3 separate regions of the Mus musculus genome follow, and regions 1 and 3 are each linked to region 2. A link is a contact called in public HiChIP or PLAC-seq data. All regions are on one chromosome and are shown on one strand. Each heading gives the region's core, a stretch centred on a gene start, on an enhancer-like site or on the middle of the called end of the contact. The rest is flanking DNA. Distances are from core to core; before and after follow the strand shown. Region 1 overlaps Ltbp1 (latent transforming growth factor beta binding protein 1). Region 2 overlaps Ltbp1 (latent transforming growth factor beta binding protein 1). Region 3 overlaps Ltbp1 (latent transforming growth factor beta binding protein 1).

What was found. HiChIP or PLAC-seq counts read pairs in DNA pulled down with a chosen protein or histone mark.
Region 1: an H3K27ac HiChIP or PLAC-seq map of embryonic fibroblasts shows a contact between it and region 2, with 13 read pairs. The contact joins two enhancer-like sites. A contact is called at or near these places in 1 of 15 datasets of contacts at CTCF or cohesin (the NIH/3T3 cell line), 6 of 484 Hi-C or Micro-C datasets (the HL-1 cell line, cortical neurons, fibroblasts and 1 more), 2 of 115 datasets of contacts at active chromatin or transcription factors (embryonic fibroblasts and pancreatic cancer cells) and 2 of 9 other capture datasets (liver and macrophages).
Region 3: a contact with region 2 is called in a CTCF HiChIP or PLAC-seq map of the NIH/3T3 cell line, with 21 read pairs. The contact joins two enhancer-like sites. A contact is called at or near these places in 1 of 15 datasets of contacts at CTCF or cohesin (the NIH/3T3 cell line), 3 of 484 Hi-C or Micro-C datasets (group 2 innate lymphoid cells, liver and nephron progenitors), 2 of 115 datasets of contacts at active chromatin or transcription factors (embryonic fibroblasts and embryonic stem cells) and 1 of 9 other capture datasets (adipose tissue).

Annotation. Positions count from the first base shown.
Region 1 is chr17:75,166,949-75,170,386 of GRCm38.p6, reverse strand. The region is part of intron 4 of Ltbp1 (latent transforming growth factor beta binding protein 1); the gene reads right to left. Among named protein-coding and RNA genes, the nearest start is that of Ltbp1, 160 kb to the right of the region's middle. Within about 2 kb of position 1,611, at least 20 of the 459 cell types and tissues checked have an H3K27ac peak or open chromatin away from gene starts, as enhancers often do. A contact at or near this core is called in the HL-1 cell line, embryonic fibroblasts and pancreatic cancer cells, where this site is marked.
Region 2 is chr17:75,254,847-75,258,118 of GRCm38.p6, reverse strand. All of the region lies in intron 9 of Ltbp1 (latent transforming growth factor beta binding protein 1), which reads right to left. Among named protein-coding and RNA genes, the nearest start is that of Rasgrp3, 180 kb to the left of the region's middle. Within about 2 kb of position 1,933, at least 45 of the 459 cell types and tissues checked have an H3K27ac peak or open chromatin away from gene starts, as enhancers often do. A contact at or near this core is called in the HL-1 cell line, the NIH/3T3 cell line, embryonic fibroblasts and 1 more, where this site is marked.
Region 3 is chr17:75,367,473-75,371,062 of GRCm38.p6, reverse strand. The region is part of intron 31 of Ltbp1 (latent transforming growth factor beta binding protein 1); the gene reads right to left. Among named protein-coding and RNA genes, the nearest start is that of Rasgrp3, 67 kb to the left of the region's middle. Within about 2 kb of position 1,507, at least 17 of the 459 cell types and tissues checked have an H3K27ac peak or open chromatin away from gene starts, as enhancers often do. A contact at or near this core is called in the NIH/3T3 cell line and embryonic fibroblasts, where this site is marked.

The DNA of each region.
Region 1 (3,438 bases), core at 362-2,861, 87 kb after region 2:
GCACTTCATGAACATACACATGCCCACATACATAGGAATATATATACACACCACAATCAAACACAAACAACAACAAAAATGACAGCTCTTTTCCCCTAATCATTATTCCTGCCTCACTCCTTTTAAGGAGTGCAATTTTTAAACACTTCTTAAACAATTTTTTAAAAAGGCTATATATTTAAAAAGACCGTATCTTGAGAATTTGGTATTCCTTTGATCTTGCATTGTCCTTCTTGCATTTTTACCGCCTTTAATATCATTTTCTTCTTTACAAATAGAAGAAAAAAGTCTTTCCATCCCTTGAATAAAATCCAGTATTTCTGAAGATACAATGTATTTTATAGTCAGAAGACTCTTACCCAAAAAATAGTTTACTCACCCAACAGGAACTGGCCCAGTGTTTCAAGAAAGAAAACACAGTCTGTTATAAACCAAACTAGCAAAACACTAATGACTTTTTGACATTTCATTCTCTGAGCTTTTTTTTGTAAAGTAGTTTTCTTTGACTTTATAGACCCTGAAGAGAGCCAATAACCCAGACATACTCCTTCAGTTTAGGGACAAGGAACACTCAGCAAGGTTCAGGAAAAATTCTAGACTGTAGTTCAGGGGCAGACATGACTACACTTGCCTCCACTAACTAGAAACAGAAACAGGGTGCACACCTTGTTCCCATGTTCCTGTCACCACAACAAGTGGTTCTATGATGCTCATTCTGACACTTCCTCCAGAACTCATCTGTCCAGAAAACATATGGAAGACCCCACCCCCAATTCTGAATGCTTCCCAGGACATACCAGTGTGTCCCATCCACAACAGACAATGGGATATGGATTGTTGTGACTCAAGCGTTAAAGAAAAATATCTTTGAAAGAAGACAGGTTCTGATTCTGTTAAAAGGATGAGGAGGAAGAGGAGGAGGAGGAGGAAGAAGAAGAAGAAGAGGAAGAGGAAGAAGAGAGAACAAGAGAGAAGGGAGAGGAAGAACGAGAACGAGAAGAAGAAAAGGAGTTCACTGAACCCATTTTATCAAGCTGGATGGAGGAAGCAATTGATAATTGTGATCTAAAATATGCAGGGAGAATTAATAGTTTACCCGTGGATGTGTTTTTGTCTTGTTTTGCTTTGTTTTGCTTGCTTGTTTGCTTTTTGAGGGGCGAGCAGGTAGTGAGAAACATTCCGGCCCAGGATGTTACTTCATTAGCTTGTCTTCCAAGGGGGAAAACATTGATGTCATTTTTTTTCATATGTGAAAGATCTCTACCTCCCTCAAGGTTTCCAGGCTAGTAGCTGAAGCACACACTTCAGACACCAGGGCATGGCCTTGGGTACAGAGGGGGCAGAGTAGGAGTTCACAAAGATGGCATCCTCGCTGTCAAGAAGAGGAAGGCAGAGAAATCAGCACTCACCTGCCCAGACCCACACCATCTGGCTGGGCTGCAGGAAATAGTGCTTAGTATGCCTTGTGTGACTCAGATTTTCTATCCCTTAATTTTGGAATGGAATTAGGTTTTATTTATCTCCACATTTGTTGTTTTTCAAAAAGCAAGAGAGTGGATACATTTGTCATTGCTCTGTCATTCACCATTCCCAGAAATAGCATCGGCTTGCTTGTATGTGGAGGAGGAAGGCTGACTACACAGGCAAACGGCTACTGGGTTATGCATTTACCAAGCAACAAATTCCAAGATTTGCCCACAAGCCTCAGGGGAGGCTCTTTCCTTCACAGATCTTAGCTCATCTCCAGTGTTCACTCTGATAAATAAGATTCTATGTCACCTATATAGTTCTTGTCACAAATAGTTCTGACAGAAATCAAACTTGTTTAAAGTAAATTAAGACCTATCCTGTTTAGGCACAACTGGCCCTCATCTTCAGCCACACCCACATGGACAGCCAGGGATTAACCAGGCCATGCTGCAGGATCTTTACTACCACACTTCCTTCCTTCACACATAGACTCGTCCCCTATAAAACGTCCTTCTTGCTCTCCCTGACAGCCATCCTTTGGATGCCTTTCCCTTCCCAAATTCTATCACCCTAAGTCCTGATGAATGGCAGAGACCCCTGTCCTTTTGATTCTGTCTCCCTATGTCTGTCGATGCCTCTCTACTTTGCCACTTTCCTTTTGCCTCAGTCAAAATGTAAAACAAAAACCGTGTGCCCTCTCATTCTCTTACTTGTCTCTCACCCTTAGTCTTTCCTATGTATAACTAATGTCCCAAAAGTTACGTGTCTGTCCTTGGAGATGAGAAATGGCCCAGAGGGACAGAGGTGGCTGTAAGAAGGAAGAGCAGTGAGCAAGGTGACAGAGTCTGAGGCTTCAGAGCTCACAGGAAGACAAGTGGGAGGGACAGAGGGATGGGTGATTCTCACCCAGCGACTCATGGTGCAAGTCATACGACTTCGAAGGAGTTGAATCGTCTGAAGCGTCTGTTACCTTCATAACCTGACTTGGAAATCGTCTATAGCACCAAAGACAGATAAATGCATAGGATAAAGTCAACTAGAACATTTTACAAATATAAATTAAGTATAAAAGGAAAAGAATGGCAAAAAGGCCGTCAATGAAGTGCTTGCCTTGGTACTGAATGTATGCCCCAGCACCCACACCAAAAAATAAAGCTGGGTGTGATAGCACACAAGTGCAATCTTAGCACTGTGACGGGGAAAACAGCAGCCCAGCCTACTTGTGTGCTTCAAGCCACTACAGATGCCCATCTTTAACAAAGAAAAGAAACTCTGTAGACCAACATACTGCTTGGCTGCTGATGGCCTCATATATGCACTCATTGCACTCATGTTCATACATGCCTCCATGTTCCCTCCTAGGAAGCTCAATCTCTCCCTACACACACACACACACACACACACACAGAGAGAGAGAGAGAGAGAGAGAGAGAGAGAGAGAGAGAGAGCAGAGCAGAGAAAGAAGGCCATACCCCTAAACCCTCAATAGGCATCTAAGTCCCTGGTACTAACAGGCCGACAATAGATGACTCAATGCACCCCTGATGGCCTATAATTATTTCTTATAAACAAAGAAAGAGAAACACAGGGAACAAAAACAACATTGTAAATTGAATGCATTTTGCTTTAAGAAGCTCTATAAAAGTTGAGTATCAACACTTTTGCAATTGCAATTACCAAAACAATTCTTGCTCAGTGACCCAAGGTCTCATCATTAGGAAAGCTTTCCCTGTTTCAAAATCATAGTATTTCGTCTCCAGTATCATGTGATAAATAAAATCTTAAGAATGATTCATTGCCAATATAAATAAATAAATAAATAAATAAATAAATATTACATAATTACAAATTGATTTTCAGGGTGTGAGCTAATTCTTTTTAAGTTACTCATTTTCAACTTGCTTGTTTTTGTTGGTGTGTGTGTGTGTGTGTGTGTGTGTGTGTGTGTGTGTTTGTTTTGTTTTGGTT
Region 2 (3,272 bases), core at 684-3,183:
GTGGTACTCTGGTGGCACACGATGACATTACATAGAGTACATACAAGCTTTGACACTTTAAAGGGATTTTCTTTCCAGATCTTCAGCCTCCAGTGTTTCCCTTGAAATGAACTCTCTGGTGGTCTTCCAGGAATTGAACCTGAGCCTTCAGGAATTCTATCAAGTGCTGAACCACTGAGCTGATCTCCATTCTTGATGTTCCCTTAAGAATACATCTACCAACTTTTCATTTATATCTCCCCTCCTTTGCTCAGTACCTTCTTGCTTTTCACCAAGTCCAAGCACACCCTTGCCTACCCAGAGGCACTCAGGAAACATTACCTTCACTATAAAATTCTCACTGGCATCAAAAGAATCAACAATTCCTAGGTATTGCCCCCTCCAGAGGAACACATAAGAAAGGCAGTAAGTCTGGTCTGTTTCACAGAGAAGTTGGAATTTGCTTCACAGGTTACGTGGATGACGTTTTATTAACTGAATGATCCATCCCTATGATCCCTAGGTTTCTATCAAATCAAGTCCATTTCTAATACAGATAAATTTAACATGAATCTACTGGGAAATATTTGGTTTACTCCTAAAATGCAGGTGCTAGCCTGAACATGTGAGTCTTTCACAATTATTTCAGAAGACGAATAAAGGAAAAAGTTGGATAAACAACGTACTAGAGCAAAGCAATTGTACTAGAGGTATTCTGTATAAAACAAAAGCCTGCTGCAACCTCTGTTAAAAGAGATGCCCTGTGCAAAATTATGTTCATAGAAACTGTATGATCTACACACAGCACAGTAAAAATCGCAAAGACCTTGGAGAAGGTCCCCAATTTCTTATTTTTGGATTCTTTGGTTTCTTGGGAAGAATCTGGGTGGAAGGTAGGTGAAACAAAATAAATATTCAATGTTTTATAGCATTAAATTATCATGTATGAGTGACCCTATTCTTAGTTTGTACCAATGAATTATCTGCATTATTTCCCAAATACAGAGACTTATCACCTAATGTATGATTCCATTTCTTTCTAGAGAATTTCCTTACCACAATGAAACTGAAGGGACTTCCTATAGTCAAAGCTGGGTAGCAAGACTGTATGGAGAAGTCAGTGAAGACTTCAGAGCAGAGGGGAAGTCCTGGGAGTTGGGGGGGGGGGGGGCTCTGAATAACAACAGTGATACATGGCATTCTCACAGCAGTCAGAGTAATAGCTGTGTTGGCCACATGCTGCTAAGTGCAGGAGGAGGAGAAAAAGGAATAAGAGAACAGAGAAAGAAGGGGAGGAGGAGGAAAATAAGCAAGGAGGAGGCATAGAAAATACATTAAAAATTGAAAATTTTCTAAAGGTACAAAACTAATCTATAGTTACAAGAGTAAGAACACTGATTACTTCTGGAATAGAAGAAAGTAAAATTTCTGGGGGAAACAGGTCAGTTGTAGGGTACAGGACATAGTCTATTTGTTGACCTGGGGAATAACTATCCAAGTATGTTTGCTTCGTGATAATGCGTTGAACTAGACAGCATGCAACTCTACCTTTGTATCTGTGCACTATTCTACACATGGATTACACACTCATAAAGAGTTTGTAAATGCAATTGCAGGTGAGTTTCATTTACCAACAAATATGATCCTTAAAAAATGTGCAATTTATTTTTTTTAAGACTAACTAAATTCTGTTATAGCTACACGTTAGGGGGACATTTTACCTATAAAGAGCCAGTCAGTGGAAGTTTGAGCAATGAGTATCACTGCCCAAATTCAGTACAAGTTCTGTTCATTTATTTTGCTCAAGTAAAACAACCAGGATAATAATAAAATGGTAGCAAAAGAAAGGGTGATGGGCAAGCCCTTCTTAACTCCTTTGAGAGGCTCATTCTGAGTCACTTACAGCTCAGTGAGGTGGGCAAGTGAATTAAGCAAATTACATCCTGCTTACTCAACCTGCTGGACTCGTGTATCTTACCCACAGCTCATGACAAACCTTCTGTTCAGCTCAGGAATGCCCTGTGTGTATTTTCAGAACAGTGAATCACTGAAAAGGTTTTCAAAACCATCTATTAAAAAACCAGCATGCATGCTACCAGTGTTAAAAGGTGTAAGGCATCTTATGGTTACATAGTTTGACACAATCTGAAGTACTTGGACAGGTTTTTGAAGGGCAGAAAACAGTTATGTTGACTTTTGTATCTGTAAAGTCATGAAACTGGTAAGTGATTTTAGGGGTAGCGAGAAATGTTAGCTTTCAAAAAATTGTTTAGCACTTAGACTTATAGCTAACTTGGTTTAGAGGACAGGGTCGTGTGTAGATCAGGTTTGCCTCTAATTCACTATAGGTAAGAGCATGACTTTGAACTATTCATTTTGTTATCCCTAGCTCCTAAAGTGCTGGGATTACAAATGTTATCATCATGGCCAGTTCAGTGGTGCTGAGGGTTAAACTCAGACACCAGTCAAACATACTACTATTGAGTTGTATAGCCTCACCCCCCCCATACTGCACACATCTGCATTTTAAATGCTCTTATCTCATGGTAGAGTGATGGTAAGGAAAGGCACTATGGAAGAGAGAAGTGTCTAGCATTTGATACTTCAATCAAAAGAGTAGGCATTCTCATTACTGTCTCCATGAGCAAAACATTCAAATGGCAGATGAAGAACACTCTAGATCTACCAGGAAACACAGCTAAATTTCTGGTTATGAAAGATGAAACAGATTATACCAATTCCATCATGCAGAGGACAGAGGGGCAGCTTTCAGAGAGGCATGTATATATATGCCATAAATCATTCTCTTGAAAAGATAATTACTGAATCACTAGAGGAGAGAGAGAGAAGAAAAGCTTTAAGGGCAATGATTTGAAAGCTTCTCAAATTAATGTGCGCACAGTTGGCTCTTTGTTTTCAGCGCACGTTGGTAAAAGATGCTCTGGGATATGAATTCACTTTGTTGAAGGAAATAATGTAACTCTAGTTATTAATCACTTTAATTTTAAATGTGCTTTGTAAACAGAGAGGACTGGAGACTGCGAGAACAATGTGGAAAGCACACGTAATTACATGCTTAATGGGTTCCTTTTGAATTTCTGTTGGGGATAACAAAATCAAAGAGCTTCAAGGCTCTAGGAAACCTAAGTGTATATATGTAATTCGAGGAAGTTCTATTTCATTTTGCCAACTAATAATGTCACAAAGGGAGGGAAATTAAGCTTTGCTCTCAATAGCAATTACAGGAGATTATGCCGAATGAAATCATATTGTTTCATGAGTCAAACTTCTCT
Region 3 (3,590 bases), core at 258-2,757, 110 kb before region 2:
ACAATATATATGTATTAAAAACAAACTCAAGTAGTGAAAAGGATATAAATTTATAAGAAGCCATCAACACAGCTATGCATGTTCTTTCTTTGAATGTATTACGCAAAAGACAGTTTACTCAAGTTGTTTTATGCCTCTGTATAAAATATGGCCTATGGCTGGCAATATGGCTCAATGGGTAAAGATGTTTTCTGGCAAGCCTGTTGACCCAGACCTACAGGATCTCACTACACACACACACACACACACACACACACACACACACACATACACACACACACACACACGATAAGTAAATGTAATAAAAGTTTAAAAAATGGCTTAGCAGCATTCTCTACCAGGCTCTGTAGCTGTGCTTCAGTTAGAAAATGCCTGCAGAGTATTCTCCACTGGACAGATGTATCACAGCTCATCAGTCGGCTCCAGACACAGGCAGTTTCATTTCTCCTTATGGTGTTTGGTTTTCTGTCACTCAAACACATCCATAAGATGTGTTCCCCAAAAGAGTTAGTGACCCCAGTATTCATATGCATTTGTATCTTCAGACTGCTTAGTTGCAATCTAAAAGGACAACAATTCTAATATACTGACCACTATTAAAATATGATTGAAATGTGTGCCTTTGTGCCACTGCCATTTCCATTGAGACTGTAACAAAAAAATGAAAGCGAGGGCCACTCTGACCAATAATACCAGAGCTCTCAAGAATGCTTCTAAGGTGGATGTATGCTGTAGTACAAGAGACTACCAACAGGGGGCACTCTCCCAACACTGCAGTTAACCCATTAGTTAACCCATTAGGTAAGCACCTGACATGCATACATTTTAGAAGGGAGCTCTCCATCAAGACCTTATGTTCAGTTACCTTACAACATGGCTTTCTGAATGATTTATCCATCGGGAGTAAAATTCTTTACATAGTCTAATTATAAACACGGCGATTCCTGGGTACTATAGAATCTAGTGTTCAAATGTGTCTGCCTTTCATTGCTCACAGAAAAAAGTTTATCTTCGTTTGATAACAACAGTATATATGTATATATGCATGTATGCATATATATGTATATATATTATATATGTGTGTATATGTATGTTTGTGTGTGTGTGTATATATATATATATATATATATTCCAAAAACATTAAGTTTATGCTTTATTTGGGCAAGAATCATTGGCCAACTGGGTATATATGACCCATGACCCATCCGGCCCGTCAATGTGCATGGCTGACACTGCTTTCATTTGATTTGCAACCCTCACTACTAACTCTAAAACCACGTCCTGTTGCCTGCATCAGCACACCATACAGGAACACTAAAAGGTTTCAGCTTCAATTCGCCACTCTGTTACTTTCATGTTTCAAAAAAAAATGCTGTGCATTTCAAATGCACTTTGAGTTCTGGGGGAGCGAGGACTTGATCACACTAAACCCACAGAGTCTGGAGGCAAGATGCCTGGATCTGACTCTGGCATTGAGCAGGCCTTGACAATGCAGGCTACTCCTCCTCAGCCACATCTCCTCCAGCAGGAGGCAGTGGTTGTGCATCTAAGATAGAGCCAACCGGGCGGGCGCCTTTCAACAATTCCTGGCACCGAGACCCATGAAAACCAAGCAGGAAATGTCTAATCAAAGATCCCACATTCTGATAACTCCGAGTTCCTTCCAGCCTGGCATGAAAACTTCCCAGAGAGCAAAGCCTGCCTCTCCCTTCTCTCATCTGAAATATGGATACAGTGGTTTATTTGGTTTGAACTTATTTGGTTTTCTTAACAGCCTTGCCTTTCAGATTCTCAGTTCACAGGATGATAAATGGATCAAATATCGATGTCCTCCCAAAAGAGACTCCAGCAACTGACATTGTAAGGGCAGGTAGAGAAGGTATTGCAGAAGTGGACGGGAAGAAGAGGAGGCAGGGTGGGAACAAGATAGGGAAGCCTGTGGAGTTCTAGAAGGCAGAGGTTGTTAGCACATGCCACCACACCACTGACACACGCCCTTCACCTTACCACCAATAATCAGGGGCTTTCTCCTAAACGAGCCTGCCATTTGGCCCCTTTAACTAGCTGAAGGCTGCCATCAAATCCAGAATGGCCCCCAAAGTGAACAAAATTACACAAGAACATAGTTCTTCTTGTGTGAGGTTCTCCTAACATAAATCCTTCACCCTCCACTCACTTCCCCCCCCCCATGCAGTGCCAACACACAAGGCAGAGTCTAGCTTCTGAGAGCTCAAGGAATGAGCCACTCCCACAGCCTCCACGTGCCAGTCTTCCCAGACTTGCCGCTTGAGCAAGAGTTAATGCCTATGACCTATTGGACCAGAAGTGTGAAGGCCTGTTTTGAGCCAGAGCTGTACTTTACACGGCACTTTAATGCTCAAAGCTGATGGCAGGCACTGCGATTTATTCTTCAAACTCCCCCAGCCTTGTTTCCATCAGTAACCAATCGTTCCCTAAAACAGGGTGGTCCTCCTTCAGAAACTGGAAGGTTCAGCGATGGCAGGCTGGGTTAATCCAGAGTTTAAATTAACAAAGGACAATGCTGTCCTTCTCAATAGTCTAGAAATGCAGAAATCGTGCGTTTAGAGGACTCAGAGACAGCGTTCCGAGCATGCAGTTTTAAAACGCGCACATTCTTTGGTTCCTCTGAAACACTAGTGACTATCATTGTGAGGGCAGGTTTGAACCTCCTCAGATGCTGCTCAGTGTCTCACTAGCTGTTGGACATACACTGGAGGCATGTTCACCAAGACTTGTCAGAATGCAGAACCCTGTACTCTCATCCTTCCAACCTCAGAACCAGGGCTGGAGTTCAGATGAGACTCTCTGCTCACTGGCTTGATCTTTATGTTTATGGAGCAGCAGTGTAGAAGAGAAAATTGTATAACAACAATCATTTCTACATCCGTGGATTCATGATCAGCTATTAGGTAGCTATATATTTTATAAGAGCCTTTGAATTTGATTACATTAGAAAACACAGCTGACTTGAATCTAGTGTACATGAGTGAGTAAGTGTGTGTGTGTGTGCGCGCGCGTGCGCGAGCTCTTGTACGCCATGTGTGTGAAGGTGCCTGCAGAGGCTAAAAGAGGGCATTAGATCTTCCGGACCTTGGGTTACAGATAGTTGTGAGCCACCTGACATGGTACTGAAAACCAAACTCAAGTCCTCCGGAGTATCAGCAAGTGCTTTCTCTCAGTCATTGAGCTACCTCTCCAGCTCTGATGTGAATGTCTCTTCTGAAAACCCATTCGATGACATTGAATTACACAAGGTGTTTGGCTCACCAGTCACAGGCAGTAAATAAAGCATCGCAGAATCAAGCTGGAGACAGGACAAAATGTGGCTCTTCACAAACCCCTTCTACCGAGCGTCCGTGACTTACAAGCACAGCACAGTCCCAAAGGCCAGGGCTGCAAACCAACTACGCATCCTACATCTTCAAATAAGCAAGGAGACATGATCCCAACAGCAGCAACGAGACAAACACAAGTCACTGGTCAGCATAAGAAGAGATCTTCAGATTCCCGGAAACAAAGGAAATGCATCTGAAATATATATTTACCCACATGGTCGTAACAATTCTAAA